2 separate regions of the Bicyclus anynana genome follow, and region 2 is linked to region 1. The links are chromatin contacts, called in public Hi-C maps. All regions are on one chromosome and are shown on one strand. Each heading gives the region's core, a stretch centred on a gene start, on an enhancer-like site or on the middle of the called end of the contact. The rest is flanking DNA. Distances are from core to core; before and after follow the strand shown. Region 1 overlaps LOC112048934. Region 2 overlaps LOC112048945.

Region 1 (7,677 bases), core at 3,503-6,002:
GCTTGTATTATTACTAGTTAGTTATTGTAAAGTTTAGATGCAATTTTTGATGTTTATCGGGTCAATATGAATCTGTTATATCATAAATATTCTACTCGAGGTCTAGAGGTACTTACACATTCCACTTTACATTATACACCGTTTGTTATGTTGGGTCAACCACGTCTGTAGGGAGGAACATTAACAGATAATAAATGTAAGAAAAATATTTTATCTGAATTTTATTTTCCCTTTTCCGTAACTGCATGTTCATTGAAATTCTGTAGATAACGACATTTGTCTGCTAAAGATTACTAAAATACATGCAAAAAGAATCTTTAACAGTGAATAAGGAAAATAGTTTAGACGTGAGCGTTCATTTATGTTTATTTTTTTTTATTCTTTGCAAGTTAGCCCTTGACTACAATCTCACCTGATGGTAAATGATGATACAATCTAAGATGGACGCGGGCTAACTTGTAAGGAGGAGGATGAAAATCCACACCCCTTTTGGATTCTACACGATATCGTACCGGAACGCTATATCGCTTTGCGGTACGTCTTTGTCGGTAGGGTAACTAGCCACGGCCGAAGCCTCCCACTAGCCAGACCCAGCCGGGGATCGAACCCAGGACCTCCGTCTTGTAAATCCACTGCGCATACTACAGCGCCACGGAGGCCGTCAAATGTTTATTTTTTAAGTAAATCTGTATATCCACTACTAGCTAAGAAGGTGGTTAGAGAGAAACATAGGAGAGGCTCTTTTCAAAAATATTATAATTTTCATAAAACTACCACATCTGTTTGTCAGCAGTAACACACCTATCATTATGTGTATTAAATATACTACATTTTCTTCTATTCAACGACTACTAAGTCAGATGATGTTGTGACTGTGCAGTCTAAGATAAATTTGACTTGGAAGAGGCCAGTGGCGTAGCGTGTCTTGGAGGGGACCTGTATCAAAATTAGTTTTTTGGCTCAATGGACGAACGGTAAATCCCGAAAAATTTCTTTAGTTTTTGATTTACCACTTTTGATCTTTCACCACAAAGTAAAATTGGTATCAAAATATTTATTGTAAGATACTCGTACTACTTAAGATGTAATATTATTTTTTAGTTTTTTCCGGGAAGCACCAGAATACGTGATATTGTGGATAACATTTTACTAACTTTTGCTTTCACACGTAAGGAGCCCCTGTAGGAGGCCCCGTGTCATTGATACGGCTGATACGGCGGTAGCTACGTCCCTGGTAGAGGCACAAGTTTATTATACCCAAAGTCAGGTAGTATCTACTCCTTAGCTTAACGTCACATTTAATATAAGTATTCTGCCGAGTGGGTGTGGTTACCAGTAGGAAGCCACGTTATTTGTGTCAAAGGCTATATCTCCGTATTCTCCCGAGAACGGGAACTACGCGAGTGGAATGGTGGGGCGACGGTTAGTTAGGTATATTCATAAGCAAGTAGTTGTAGACGGATGGCGACCCCGCAGTGAGCAGTGTTGGTAGATCCCTCACTACGTGGACTGACAACAAACGGGATCCAGGGAGCTGCTTTATGCAGGCGGCTCGAGGCCATACTGGTGGATAATTCTTACAGAAAGATGTCCAAAAGGGGACATCCATTGCTTGGATACGGTTTCTACGGTGTGACGTACCTATCAATGATCTTTTACAAACAATAAATAGTATCAAATTACCAGGTAATGGTTTCTACGATATGACGTACCTACAAATTAACATCTTGTACAAACAAAAAATAGTACCAAAGTACCAATACAGCGTATCTATCGTGTATAAAACTAAAAACCACCGTTAACACTGTTCGTAGGGGTGAAAGGGTGCGAACAACCGAAACAACATCTGTTACAGTCAGAACCAGTAACTACTAATTTCACTTGTTAAGTCACTTTTGCTATTCGTTCAGTAGCGTGTCACCAAACGACATATCTATTGCAGCGTAGATAATTAAATACAAACTATTATTGCTTTATTTCTATTACAATGTATTGAAATAAAGTTCATAATTAATTAACAAGACCCCTAATTACCGAGAGCTTTGTTATTTTGGACCTTATTTGAACAATAAATTCATAGTAACAAATGCTCTACGCCGTATGACGCTGTACATTCTTTGACTTTGTGCCAGCTCTAGACTGTAGGGCAAGCTCAAAGGTGTTTATGGGGCTTTAATATAAAAATAGGGCTAGAAAGCGCAGTGTTGGTCGACCTCCCACCAGGTGGACTGATGACATCAAGCAAAGTCGCAGGGATTCGTTGGATGCACGTGGCTCAGGATCGTGTTTGGAAGTTCCTACAAAAGGGCTATACGAGTATACTGCAGTGGACGTCCATTGGCTAATATGATGATATTAACTACCTATTCTTTTTAGTTTTACGACCTATGAATCCAGTAATTTTAAACAATTTACGGTATTTAAAGTCAAGAATGCGATTTCTTTTCAATAAATACCTAATTGTAATATACAGCAGTTAAGGCACTACCAAAATAATAATTTACGAATCGATATCGATACACAATAAAATTGCAGATGCTAATTTATTTTTGACAAAATAATTACACACCTTTGTATCTTTTTCCTTATCCGACCTGATCATATGAAAGACCCTTCGGTGCCGAGGTTCAGGGAAGGTCCTCGGGTCAACGAACTGCAAGGCCATGACAGCAGAATGCCCGCCATTATTCAGAATAATTGAAAACAAATTACCTGCTGCAATTTTCGAGAAATCGACCGTCGTCTGTTATTTTATAATCGGAGTTACTTTTTTTATTTATTTATTTATAGCATTCATGTACCTACTTATACTACATATACTAAAACACAGGTAGTCTTAATATTAATAGTATGGTTACATAAGGCCCTGTCAGGGCGTTGCTAATGCTTAATATAATTTCTATTCACACAATATACAAGGTTAAACTAAATTCAGGTAACATTTAAATTACATTGATTATAAATGTTATTATAACTAAGATTTAGGTAATCATATTTCGTTGTAGTTAATAATTTGTTGTAGTTATCATATTTAGTACTTTATCTCTGTATCTTTAAATTAAATACAACAAAGATCACATGATCATACATTATGATTAGTCTATTTTAATAGTTATAACAGGGACAGATATAGGAAAACGTATGGAGCTTAGACCCATTACCACGCTTCAGTGCGGGTTAGCGAACTTAGGTGATAATGTTTTATGGTTAAGTTAAGCTCAACCATAATTAGTTAAATAAAATATTTAACTAAATATTTAACATAATTAGTTAATAAATATTTTATTTAATTATGGTTGAGCTTTAGCTTCAAGGGCGCATGTAGTTTCACCAGCAACCCTGTCCTTCAAATCAGAACACGTCCCTAAATCGGCTGGGCGCCTGAAATTAATATGACGGTAATATCTACTTCCTCTTATAAGACCAGGGGCAATAACTACCACCATGTCAGCCATATCAATTATACGGGGCCCCTTACATGTGAAAGCAAAAATTGGTAAAATGTAATACACAACTTCACTTCAAAATCATATAAAAACTGCCCATCATTAGAGTTTCACTTCAAAAATGACAAAAGTCTAAAAAGCAATATTTTTCCCGGCTTAAGCGAGCGCCCAAAAAAATTAAAGATCCTACATTAGTTAAGCCACTGTTATATTTATTTCAAGCAAGCATTTTATTTCTTTTTTGAGAAACTTTACTCTGGACTAACTAACTTTCTCAACTAATTTTAATACAGGGCCCCTTCAAGGCACGCTACGCCTCTGGCTCCGACATAGAAAAAAACTACTCTAATGAATGGAAGGTTAGTTGTATGACATTATTTCAAATATGTATCGGTGTATATGGTGTAAATATCACGATGAAGTTTTTCTATTTCATTAGAAGTTATTTGCTGAACTCCCGCTAACTTCTAAACTCGAATGAAAGTGGGACGTGACTCCCTTAAGGAGTGGAAAAGTTTTTCTTTGTCGGAAAATGTATACTCTATGCTTAGCACTAACTCAAGGTAATGAGGTTTATATTGACTTTAATTTTAAAACTTATACGGTATACACCAGTGATCTGAATTGCTACATTTTTGCAAACTTTTATTTATTTATTGCATAATTAACAGAAATTAGCTCAAATCACACTGAGTAAATAAAGACATAGACATAATATAAATTTAAAAATGGCCACTTGAACCGAACTGTTGATAACAAACTGTTTGTAAGGGACTGCTGTATGCAGGCAGCTCAACACAAGAATGTTTGGATTTCTCTAAGAGGCCTATGTCTAGCAGAGGCCGATTATAACTTAAGATAGTTTAAGCACAAAACAATGGGTAGGTTTTATATAATATGAGATTACCAATTAAAATACAATCCTTTTTTAAACCAATTCGAAAAGCGCCATCTGTTGTGAAAATAAAGAATCAACATTAACACCTATTAGCGCCATCTGGTCTATAACGTTCGAACTTCTAAGCTTGTATCACAGGTTAGTGTGTATAACAGTCACGTTATATCGTAATACGAAAAAATGACAATAGATGTCACTGTTATATTAATTCTACTTCCAGTATTTTTTAAAACATTTCGTAGCCATCAAATTCGTCGGATCCACATGAAGTTCAGTAGAAAATCCATCGTAGTCATTTGATAGTAATCGTTATAAAGTTATAATACATTATCACCCTTCACCCTGCATTGGGACAGTGCGTTGAGCTTAAACACGAAATCCCTTGCCATTGCCATAAGCCTGGAGGACCTAAGAGAACATAGGCTTATCAATATATACGCTCTGACCTATAAGCTGGGTGTCCTGACCCTGCAGTACACCCTTAAAACAGACTAAGTAATTAAGTGTTAATTTTATTCTTTACAAGTTAACCTTTGACTACAATCTCACCTGATGGTAAGAGATGATGCAATCTAAGATGGAAATGGGCTAAATTAGTGGGCTGTTAGGAGGAGGATGAAAATCCACACTCTTTTCAGTTTCTACACGACATCGTACCGAAACGCTAAATCGTTTGGCGGTACGTCTTTGTCGGTATGGTGGTAACTGGCCTCGGCCGAAAGCCTCCCACCAGCCAGACCTGGACCAATTTAGAAAACCTCAAGATGAAGTATGAAGAAATATAACGCGTAAAAACTACATACAACTACTACTACGTGGTACATAATATACTTATAGGTACCTACTATAAAAAAGGACGGCGTGTCTATAAGTTTTGATGCTTGACTTCGCTGCAGTCATCGCAGGATACAGGCTTATTAGTCAAGGTGAACAATATTTTATTCTACATAAAATAAGTATTCCTCAGTAAAGGCAAATAAATCTAAATCGGACAAGTGCATGGCTGACAGGTTGTACAATAGAGTTAGACAAAGGACTCACAAAAATAAGACGGTAGCAGTTTATGGAGGTAAATATTTTGGTTTGTTAGTTGTTCGCACACAGTATGGGGTATGAGATTTATAGTTTTTATATCTCGACGATTTCTTGTGCAAGGTAGGTAGGTTCCTGTAGCTTGGGCAATTGTTTAGTAGTCAAAATACGGAACAAATGGATGTAAGGTGTGACGAGAGATAATAGCTCAGTAGGTTGTTGAAGGTGATCTGTCAGTTGAGCTTTTGGGAGACAATAGTGCCGCTTGGTAGCAGTAATAAGCAAGGCGGTGGCAGGTAGCTTTTCTAGTTAACCATAGCACGAAATCATGTAGGTATGTAATAAGGAAGTAGGTAACTAAATAGGCGAAGTAAAATCTTCACCTTGTATCCATATGTATTGAAATGTCTCGTTGGTCTAGTGCTTAGCCTGTGGGGCTTCAGAACACGAGGGCTGGGTTCTGGGCTGGTCTTGGGTCAGGAAATATAGAACATTTCTTACTTCCAAGAGATGCTTGGTAAAAATTCTGCTGAAATAGTAGAGATCATTCATTATCACCGACTTCTGATAGTGACTGTTACCGTGTCAAATATTATCCTCTAAGCCTCTAAGCCCACCAGCTTTCAATTAAGCAACGTCTTGGGTCCAAGCACCATGTCCTGCCTTAAAACACCAGGTCCTCAGGTCCTGTACTGTACCGTTAAAAATAGGCTGATGATAAAAACAAAGAAAAAACTACTACTCATATTAAAAGCCTTTCATAATCGTCTAGAGCCTAATTCAATACTTAGATATTTGAATAATTTCATTATTATGATCATATTTTTCGCTTTCTTGCAGCAAACTTTAATCGCTTACATTCTCTTCGTTAATGGACTTAACATTTACATACAATCAATTATCGCAAATTGACGCAAACATTCCCAATTACAGAGTCACGTATCGACCTCCTCGCACTAAATCATCCCTTGTAGTTGCGTCCCCTTTCGTCGCTACGTCTTGTTTACTATTGTCTGCGAGGTGTGACGAAAGCCCGCCCACGTCCATATTGTCAGCCAATAGCTTTTTTATGTGTCGCAGTTTTACACACAATTCGGTTTTTACACTAATGTCTAGTTTTTAAAGTGCTTCAGCGTTTCATTCTTCATGTAAGGTTCATGATTCTAATAAAATTCATTAAGTTGTTAAAGGTTAAAGGTATCGGATACATGATTGATTCTAGTATCCAAAGAGAACTTGCATTTGTTTACAAATAATAGGTGCCCTGTTTTTTCAGGTATTTCAGAAAATATCAAAATTAATTAGTTATACCTTCATAAGCTTCCGCAAAGTAACTACTTCTATACAACATACAACATATTCATATTACAGAAAAAGTTATTTAAAACTAAGTGAATAAAATGTAATTCACGGAAATATACGTCGTATGATAATTTTCCTTCACTAGCTACCATTAATGTAATTTATGTAATCTTATATATAAATGTTAAAGGACTCATCATGAAATTCCCACAATCGCTTGATGTACAAAGACGACGAAATTTGGCAGGGAGGTATCTTATAGTTACCGCTAAGAACGTATTTTGCGATAGGGCCGGATTAAGGAGGTCAAAGGGCGGACAAAGTCCGCGTCCGCTAGTAATTTTTTAATTTAATTACAATACATAGGTACTATGGAGCTGTTAGAGTCTGTTCGTCGTGATATTTAAATGGCTAAGTATTTTGATTTTGATTTCTAGTTATTTTATGAAATCCCTGAGTCAACAATAAATCTGCAGCGCTTGCTAACATTGTGCAAAGAAGTAGGTCGATTGTTCCGCTGTAGAGGTAAAAACTGAAGCTTACAATCCGTTGTTAGAATTAGAAGCACCTTCCCTTTGTCAGTGTCGGCTACCGAAACTTGGACAAAAACTATTTTTTTGTTTGCTATGCGTTCCAATAAATAAATAGATGTCGCCTGCCATTTGGAATTACTATTATTTTGTAACCTGTACAAGTTTGTGCAATTATCTATTTGTTGACCTCTTTGGTGCATTAACAAAAGAGAGTTCCTGGGTTTCGATTTCTATGTCGGATCAGTAGTCGCTTGAGTAGGGACCTCGGTATCGCAAGCGGCTACAGTGGGGGTTCTGGCTGCTAATAATATGCGACACAGGGATAATAGCAGCCTAGAGTGACTATACGTAGTAGTAGCAGCACTAATTTGTCACTCTTAGTCCTTAGACGAGCACAAGAGGCATAGTGCAACGGAGGCACCGGCGAGTTTAAGTTGGGTCCCGGAGCCTAACAAATTGCGCTGAG
Region 2 (7,677 bases), core at 2,238-4,737, 92 kb after region 1:
ACCTTGTTACTTGACCTACTGCCGACGTCGCGGCCGAGCACCGGCACAGGCGCGCCGAGAGCGCACAGCTTGCGAGTAGCTACTGGCTGCGATACTTGTATAGCCCTATACGTCGGTTGATGTTCAGTAAACCTACTGATATTGAATACTAGTAGAGGCCGCGCAGTTTCACCCGCGTGTTTCCCATTCCCGTAAGATTACAGGGATAAAGATATATCAGTAAACACCTTACGGTTCTAGGTATAACCGACCATCCTCTGTGCAGAGCATGCATGGGGGTAGAGGAAACCCCGATACATGTTATGCTTAGATGCAGAGGTTTATCTGAACAACGCGCAGATCCCCAGCAACACTCCAAGAAGCGTTCGGCGACCTGGGCGACTTGCTAAGCTTCTGGAGCGAGCTCGGCTGGCTGGAGTGACTCCAGCGGGGACCAGCACCAAAAGGACCTACGTACAATGGCCAACCCTAGTAGCCATGTGCGGAAAACGCCCGGGAAAAAGAAGAAGAAGAAGGGATATAATATCTTCCTTCCTTCCTCGATATGTGGGCTATCTAACACAGAAAGAATTTTTCAAATCGGACCAGTAGTTCCTGAGATTGGCGCGTTCAATCAAACCAACAAACTCTTCAGCTTTATAATATTAATATAGATATAGCTTGGAAATGAAATGCACTATAAGGGATGATTTATCTTAAACTGGGCCGTACCGTGTAGGCAGGGACGTTCGTAACTACCACCGTATATGCCATATCAATTATACGGGGCCCTCGGCTTCTTACGTGTCAAAAAATTGGACTGCACTACTGTCGTCATCATTAACAACCAATATTCGGCTCAATGATGAGCACGAGTCTCCTTTCTGAATGTGATGGGTTAGGCTAATCGTCCAACAAACTGGCCTAAAGCGGATTGGCAGACATCGCAGACAGAATTCAGAAAATTCTTAGGTATGCAGGTTTCCTCACGATGTTTTTCCTTTACCCTTTGAGACGCGTGATATTTAATTTCTTATAACTGAAAAGTTGGAGGTGCATGCCACGGCCCGGATTCGAATCTACTCACTCGGAATCATAGGCTGAGGTCATACCACTAGGTTATAACAGCTCACATTGTATCCACTCCTAATACAATCTTCAACACTATTTGGAGAATGTTTTTTTTTATATAATAAGCTCGCGATTGACCACAATCTCACCTGATGGTAAGTGTAGATGTAGCCTAGCAACCTTAATAACAGTGGTCACATTAAAAAATACCAAAATTCTTGAAAAAATCTTGAAAAACCTTATTAAAAAGCACAACCTAACACAAAACATGAACTTATCTCATTAGCCATTATATCCATCTGCATAATATTAACTGCACGCCCCCCCCCCCCCCCCCCGGCTCTCAACCTGGCGGCACACTTCTATGGCACACATTCCCAAATCTACCGGATTGTAGCCTAGATTTTTCGGAAAACGATACACACGAATCTGAACCTTAAAATGTTCACTATAAAGTTTAATCGTAATGTAAGGAATGACAAGACAAAATATCGTATAGTCGTACAATTTTAAAGTCGAAAGTGGAATAATCGTCAAAACTTTAGCACGACAGTTCATGCACGTTTTTGTGTATTAAATACTAGCAAACGACTGCGTGGAAAATCCTTACACTTAATAAAAAAAAATGTTATGCCTCTTGCCTTCAAAGCAAGTCTTCATTCCTATCTAAGAAACCTTTTACAATACAACTCTAACAACTGCAAACTAATTTTGCAATGTAAAACTGCAATAACTACTAAACGGATTTGAAGAAATTTTGCAGTAGTAATAAATACATCCTAATATAAGAAGATAATTTACAAATAATATATGTAGGTACCATACTTACACTAAATAAAACAACATATTATTTTCTTCATTTATTTTATGATTAGAATAGCATTATTGAACCCAACACCATATTTAAAAAAAAAAAAACAAAATACATCTAAAACCTAAGCGTGCGAAACTAAAAAGCGATCAATAGATCACCCCTTTTTTACCACCCTTAGGAACATTTTTATCTATCTAATAAAAAAATAATTAATTAAGTATCAAAGTCTAAATTATCAAAGTCAACGATTTAGAAAGTTATACAAAGTTATCCGTAGTCTTACATTACAATGTATGAGTTGAGAAATAATCATCCCGTTTTGGTTGGAATTTCTTTTTTTTTCCAACCAACTTCGGGGGATTTAATTAAAAAAAGAATTATTATCAAAATCAGACCACTGTCACACTGTGTGTTTCATGGAACATACATTATTACACAACTTAATCATCATTTAAAATTAGTTTATTTAAACAGCAAACTGAAAATAAATTTACTTTGAAATAATTTATAAAACATGGACAAATATATTTTATTTGTAATATTATTGATGTAGGGTCTCGAGTAAGATTAAGCTTCTCCTGTCAGGTTACCGGATGAAAATATTTTATTTAATTAAACATTTTATTTAATAAGTTTTAAATTTATATTTCATAGTTGGCATTCTAGTTCACAATTATTCAAAATTATTTGCTAAAATGCTTTGTTTTACAAACTAAAATGACAAATATTTTATGATTTTTTTTATATTTTAATTCAGTCTAAGAACTGGAATAGAGATGTAGAGGATTAAACCAAAAGGTGTTGGGTTCGATACCCGCCTGTTAGACTCTTGTCCTACCCATTCTTAGAATTTGATTTTTGATTGGTCGGTGTGTAAAGAGCAAATATTAGTGGCTTTTAATAATAAAAACGCAAAGCTAATATTTTTTAACTAAAAGAAAAAAATACGATGTGTGATGTAGGTAGTAAGACAGTGTTAATCAGACAGGCTACTCGTATATCACTGAAAAGTGATTCACAGTATTATTCATAAAATATAACAAAAATGATTTATTAAGTACCTAATTCATTAATTCACTTGAGAAGATATGTATTGTAAATGAATAGGTACATTATTTGAATTGATTATTTTGTAAGTCTTAATATAAAAATATAATAAACAAAAGTAATTTTATTTCGCATTTACGAAATGTATAATAATAAAAAAAACCTTCTTGTATTAACACAATCCGGCTATCGATAATTGTCAACGATAATATTATAATAACATTAATTCTGTCTATAGTCAAATATCTATGAAACAAAACTAAAAAAAATTGTATCACTTGATACTAATCAATCACTTATAATTATCATGATCTTTCTTGATAGAACTAATAACGCCACCTATCGGCTACTTTGAACATCATAATTGGCACAATTGATAGACATGACTAATAAAATAATTATTAACTACAACAATTATTGATATGTGAATATTAATAATTGTTTTAGTTAACGGCCATAATCAGGCATATTGATCAGCCTATCAATTAGGGCTTGCCATTGCGGAGCGAGCGGTTCGTGTACTCTGTAGCTGGCGCTGTCGCTGAGGGCGGACGGCGCGGACGCGGCCACGTAGTAGTCGCTGGTGACGTCACGAGATGGCGCTAGCTGCGCGCGGCGGGAACGAATGCTTTGCATCATAGATGTCGATCTCAAGCGTTCTGTAAATAAAATATACGAAGAGTCGAAGAATAATTTAACAATAACAAACTCTGAGAGATTTTATTATCTATTAATTACTATGTTACATTTAATTTTAGGCTTCCCACAGACGCACCATAATATTGTCAATTAAGTAGGGTAACGTTAACGTTGCCTGAAGTCGTACCATCAAGTCACAGATTGAAGAAGCGTTAGCTTTTAGAATTGTCTGTTCTATGATCTAAGTAAACTACACCAATATTTTAGAGATTTAGAGAGCGGGTAAATGATAATCCTAGTCAACTGTAGATGGTACTGCACCTGATTTTCAATTGGTCACCCCAGAGTATGATCAAGATCTACTTTACACTCATAATTTGGTATAGTTATCTGCATATTATTAGGAGCAAATATGAGAGGCGCCATAATTGGATCTCGCTTCGTTTAAAAATTTACTTCGGGCCGGCGCTGCTTACGGCTACGAGTATTATGTGCGAGAGGCAGTAACGTGCCGATGCCGACAGTCGTTCAGCGTACCTTCGTCAGAGGCGAGCGGGCAGTACTTGAGCGTGTGCGCGGCGTCCCCGTGCGCGCCGCAGCGGCTGCACACCAGGCGGCGCAGCACAGTAACGTGCCGACAGTCGTTCAGCGTACCTTCGTCAGAGGCGAGCGGGCAGTACTTGAGCGTGTGCGCGGCGTCCCCGTGCGCGCCGCAGCGGCTGCACACCAGGCGGCGCAGCACAGTAACGTGCCGACAGTCGTTCAGCGTACCTTCGTCAGAGGCGAGCGGGCAGTACTTGAGCGTGTGCGCGGCGTCCCCGTGCGCGCCGCAGCGGCTGCACACCAGGCGGCGCAGCACCGGGCAAACCAGCTTGCCTCTCCAGCGCAGCCGGTGCGAGCGCCAGTAGGCATCTTCCTCGCCATTCTTTTTGCAGAAGCGGCACTCTACCGGCTGCAAAGTTTTAGGAATGAGTAAACTGGATTAATGAACAGAGCAGCACTTATATAGGATGTGTTAGTTGCGTGCTCCGCGAAGTAGAGGTCTGTATAGGGCCTTGGTTTTTGACATGCCATCCGTCAATGATACAACTTGGTCCTCGCTTGCATATTACAGGGGTGCGGGGTGACAGAGGGCTGGAGAAAGATGCGGTTTGCAACACCAGAGCCTCAAGATGAATGAAACACGCCTGCCGCCAGCTCACTCCGCCGTCCCTTGTAACCTAATGAAGAAAAACTCTTCGTTTCGTTATCACTTCAGAAGGACTCTATTGGATTGCACTAACTATGACAAACTTAATTACTTAATCAATTATTCTGTTCCAAAACTATAACAGTGGACCTAATTTTCTAAACGTTTAAGAATGATCTCAGTTAAATAGCACGTAAACTAAAATAGGTACGGTTTATTATCTTTGTTATGTAGCTTTGTTTCGACCTGAAGAGTTGCTACTGAAATCACATCAGGCACATGACCTTTGCCATAAGTTGATAGGCAATGTATTTTAAGACGTATTTATAAAATCATGTATATGATTTTGTTAAATAGTCGACGGTTATCTACTTTATCCGTTTCACCATTAGTATAAAAAATAAAAATGTAAATGTCAATGCTTAATGGTCTTCGTCTCGCTTGTAAATGTAACTTTACCTAGTTATATAAGTAAGATATATTTTTTTATTATAGCTTACATATTTTCAATATTGACAAAATTATTGACAGTGTGCAGGCAGCCTTAGAGCACTTAGAGCGTTTACGCACTGCATGTGATCTTAATCTGTGAACAGTGGCGTAGCGTGCCTTGGATGGGCCCTGTAATTTAAAATTAGTTGGTGCCCAAATAAAGGGTAAAAATTTCTCGTAATTGAAACAAAAATGATAGCTTTAGAAAGACTCACTTCTACAGGCTTGCGCGCAGCTTCCAGCGCCAGGCGCCGCCACTCGCCCATCAGACTCAACAAGTAGTCCAGCGCCTCGTTGGGCAGCGACTGCAGCACGCGCAGCTGATCTGCAGTTATCCCGTACGTGGCCACTTCCTCCGCCCGCCCTGACACAACAGCCTCATTGGAACAAGGTTCTTCTTTGCAGCTTTGTAGGAGACTAAACTAGACTTAAGAGTGTGCAATATGTAATTTGGTGGTTACAAATGGTTCTGGATCTCAGATTCTGAAAAAGTTAGGAGCCTGATATTCGGGTAAATGATATTTCAAAGTGTTAGCTTCGTTATGACTATACAAAATACACAATTTGTAAAACTTTTCTCGATAGTTTATTTTTTTGAAAAATACATGTTTTGCTCACATTTTGCTTTCAATCTCAGGAAAAGCAAACTTATTTTCTTAAATTTTTGTTTTGTATAGAAAATTAGGTATATATCTTGAACATGGCCATTTTCTTTTTTGTTATGTTGTTTAATTTACTTGCAATTAGGTAAAAATGGTTTTGGCGCTCACGTCATAAAATTTGCGTCGCGCATTAATCGCTCCGTGCTTTACACTCACGTGAAAGTCATATTTCGGCTTCGAATTTTATCCATATCGTACCGACGCACTGCGCGCTCTTAAGAAATCTATACCCTCATATAAAACAAATGTATCAAAATTTATTTAAGTACTAGCGGACCCCCGCGACTTCGTCCAGCCCTTACAATAGTATCGCTGTAAAAATGGCGTAACTTCTCCTGTTTTCCTAACATTTCCCTTCACTGCTCTGCTCCTATTGATCGTAGCGAGATGAAAAATATACTATAACCTGCCCAGGAGGAGTAATTTTAGCAAGTTTTGTTAAAACCCGTCGACTAGTTTTTGTTTCTACAACAAACATACAGACAGACAGACAAAAATTTTGCTGATTGATTGCATTTTTGGCATCAGTATTGATCACTAATCACTTGCAACCCCTGATAGTTATTTTGGAAATATATTTCATGTACAGAATTGACCTCTACAGAGTTATTAAAAGTATATGTATAGAAGAGCCTACAACAAACTTAGCCAGGATTCATTCTCTTTCACCATTTTCAATCTCTGGATCTACGGAGCTGATTTTGAAAATTCTTTTACCACTAGAAAGCCACATATTATTGTTTGAGTGTTATAGGCTATATGTTATCCCATGGGAACGGAAACTACGCGGATGAAACCGAGAGGCGTCGGCTACTGTATATTAAAAATTATACTTCCAATGCCTAGTAGTTAAGGTTAAAACACGTTGTTTTTGTACAGTATGTAGTATATCTTCTTCTTCTTCTTCTAGTTGAAATATGAAGGTAAGCTATAAAGGTTACCTTGAGAGTCTGGAGACGACATCCAATCCTCTCCAGAGCTTTGCCTCCTGTAATGTCTCCCCTGGCGAAGCGTGTTAGGTGAAGTTCCTGGAGCCGGCCACGACGTAGCTGGCGGGCTCATGTTACGCACTCCTGAAACAATACTGGAGGCGTCATTATACTATCGGATGTACGTGGCCGATTCACTGGATGGGACCTCAGAAAAACATTGTATTCATTGTATTTAGATGACTTTTCATATGAACGTTGTACATCTACTATGTTTTAGACATAGACGTAATAAAAAGTCCAGACACCGTCTAATGAGTGATGCACTCCAACGATGCCAGTTCGTAATAAAATAAAAGATCATTAAAATCAAGTTTAAAATAATAGGTAAGTAGATAATTATAATTAATATAAGCCGAATTCACTTATCGAAGCACACAAATTTTAGGCTAAAGTGAACGACCCCAAAGAAACCGACGGGTTGTATGGCGGAACCGTGGTGAGTAGGTAGGTGTTTAAAAAATAGTTTGTTTACAACTTCTTGAATTGCACTTTGTTTAAGTGAAGAATTTACATTATGTGAGATTTCGGTAAAAGACGAAGAAAAATTCACACACACACAGTTGCCTAAAATATGAAGACAGACTGCCGGCCATTACTTTCCTATATCTGGCAATAGACTTAACACTCACGCATAGAAACTTGGTGCCATTATGGTGCTTCAGTTGTTCGACAGCGAGATACCGTCTGACTATTTTATAAGTCTATGGTTGTAGAGCATCACCCGAAGATGATCCGGTTTTAGGGTGAAACGTGTTGTGTCGGATCTGCGTGACGTTGTCGCGGATAAAATAG

What was found. A called contact is a pair of places that touch in the nucleus more often than the background predicts.
Region 2: a Hi-C map of whole body shows a contact between it and region 1, with 4 times the contacts expected there. The contact joins two enhancer-like sites. A contact is called at or near these places in 2 of 2 Hi-C or Micro-C datasets (whole body and whole larva).

The regions. Positions count from the first base shown.
Region 1 is chr4:434,914-442,590 of ilBicAnyn1.1, forward strand. It overlaps LOC112048934, which reads left to right. Exons shown (of 2, transcript XM_024086644.2): 2 at 1-211. Among protein-coding and RNA genes, the nearest start is that of LOC112048933, 18 kb to the right of the region's middle. Within about 2 kb of position 4,753, at least 8 of the 8 cell types and tissues checked have open chromatin away from gene starts, as enhancers often do.
Region 2 is chr4:527,959-535,635 of ilBicAnyn1.1, forward strand. It overlaps LOC112048945, which reads right to left. Exons shown (of 7, transcript XM_024086655.2): 4 at 6,835-6,966; 5 at 5,447-5,595; 6 at 4,322-4,502; 7 at 1,898-3,570. The coding sequence ends at 3,359. Among protein-coding and RNA genes, the nearest start is that of LOC112048945, 6.6 kb to the right of the region's middle. Within about 2 kb of position 3,488, at least 8 of the 8 cell types and tissues checked have open chromatin away from gene starts, as enhancers often do.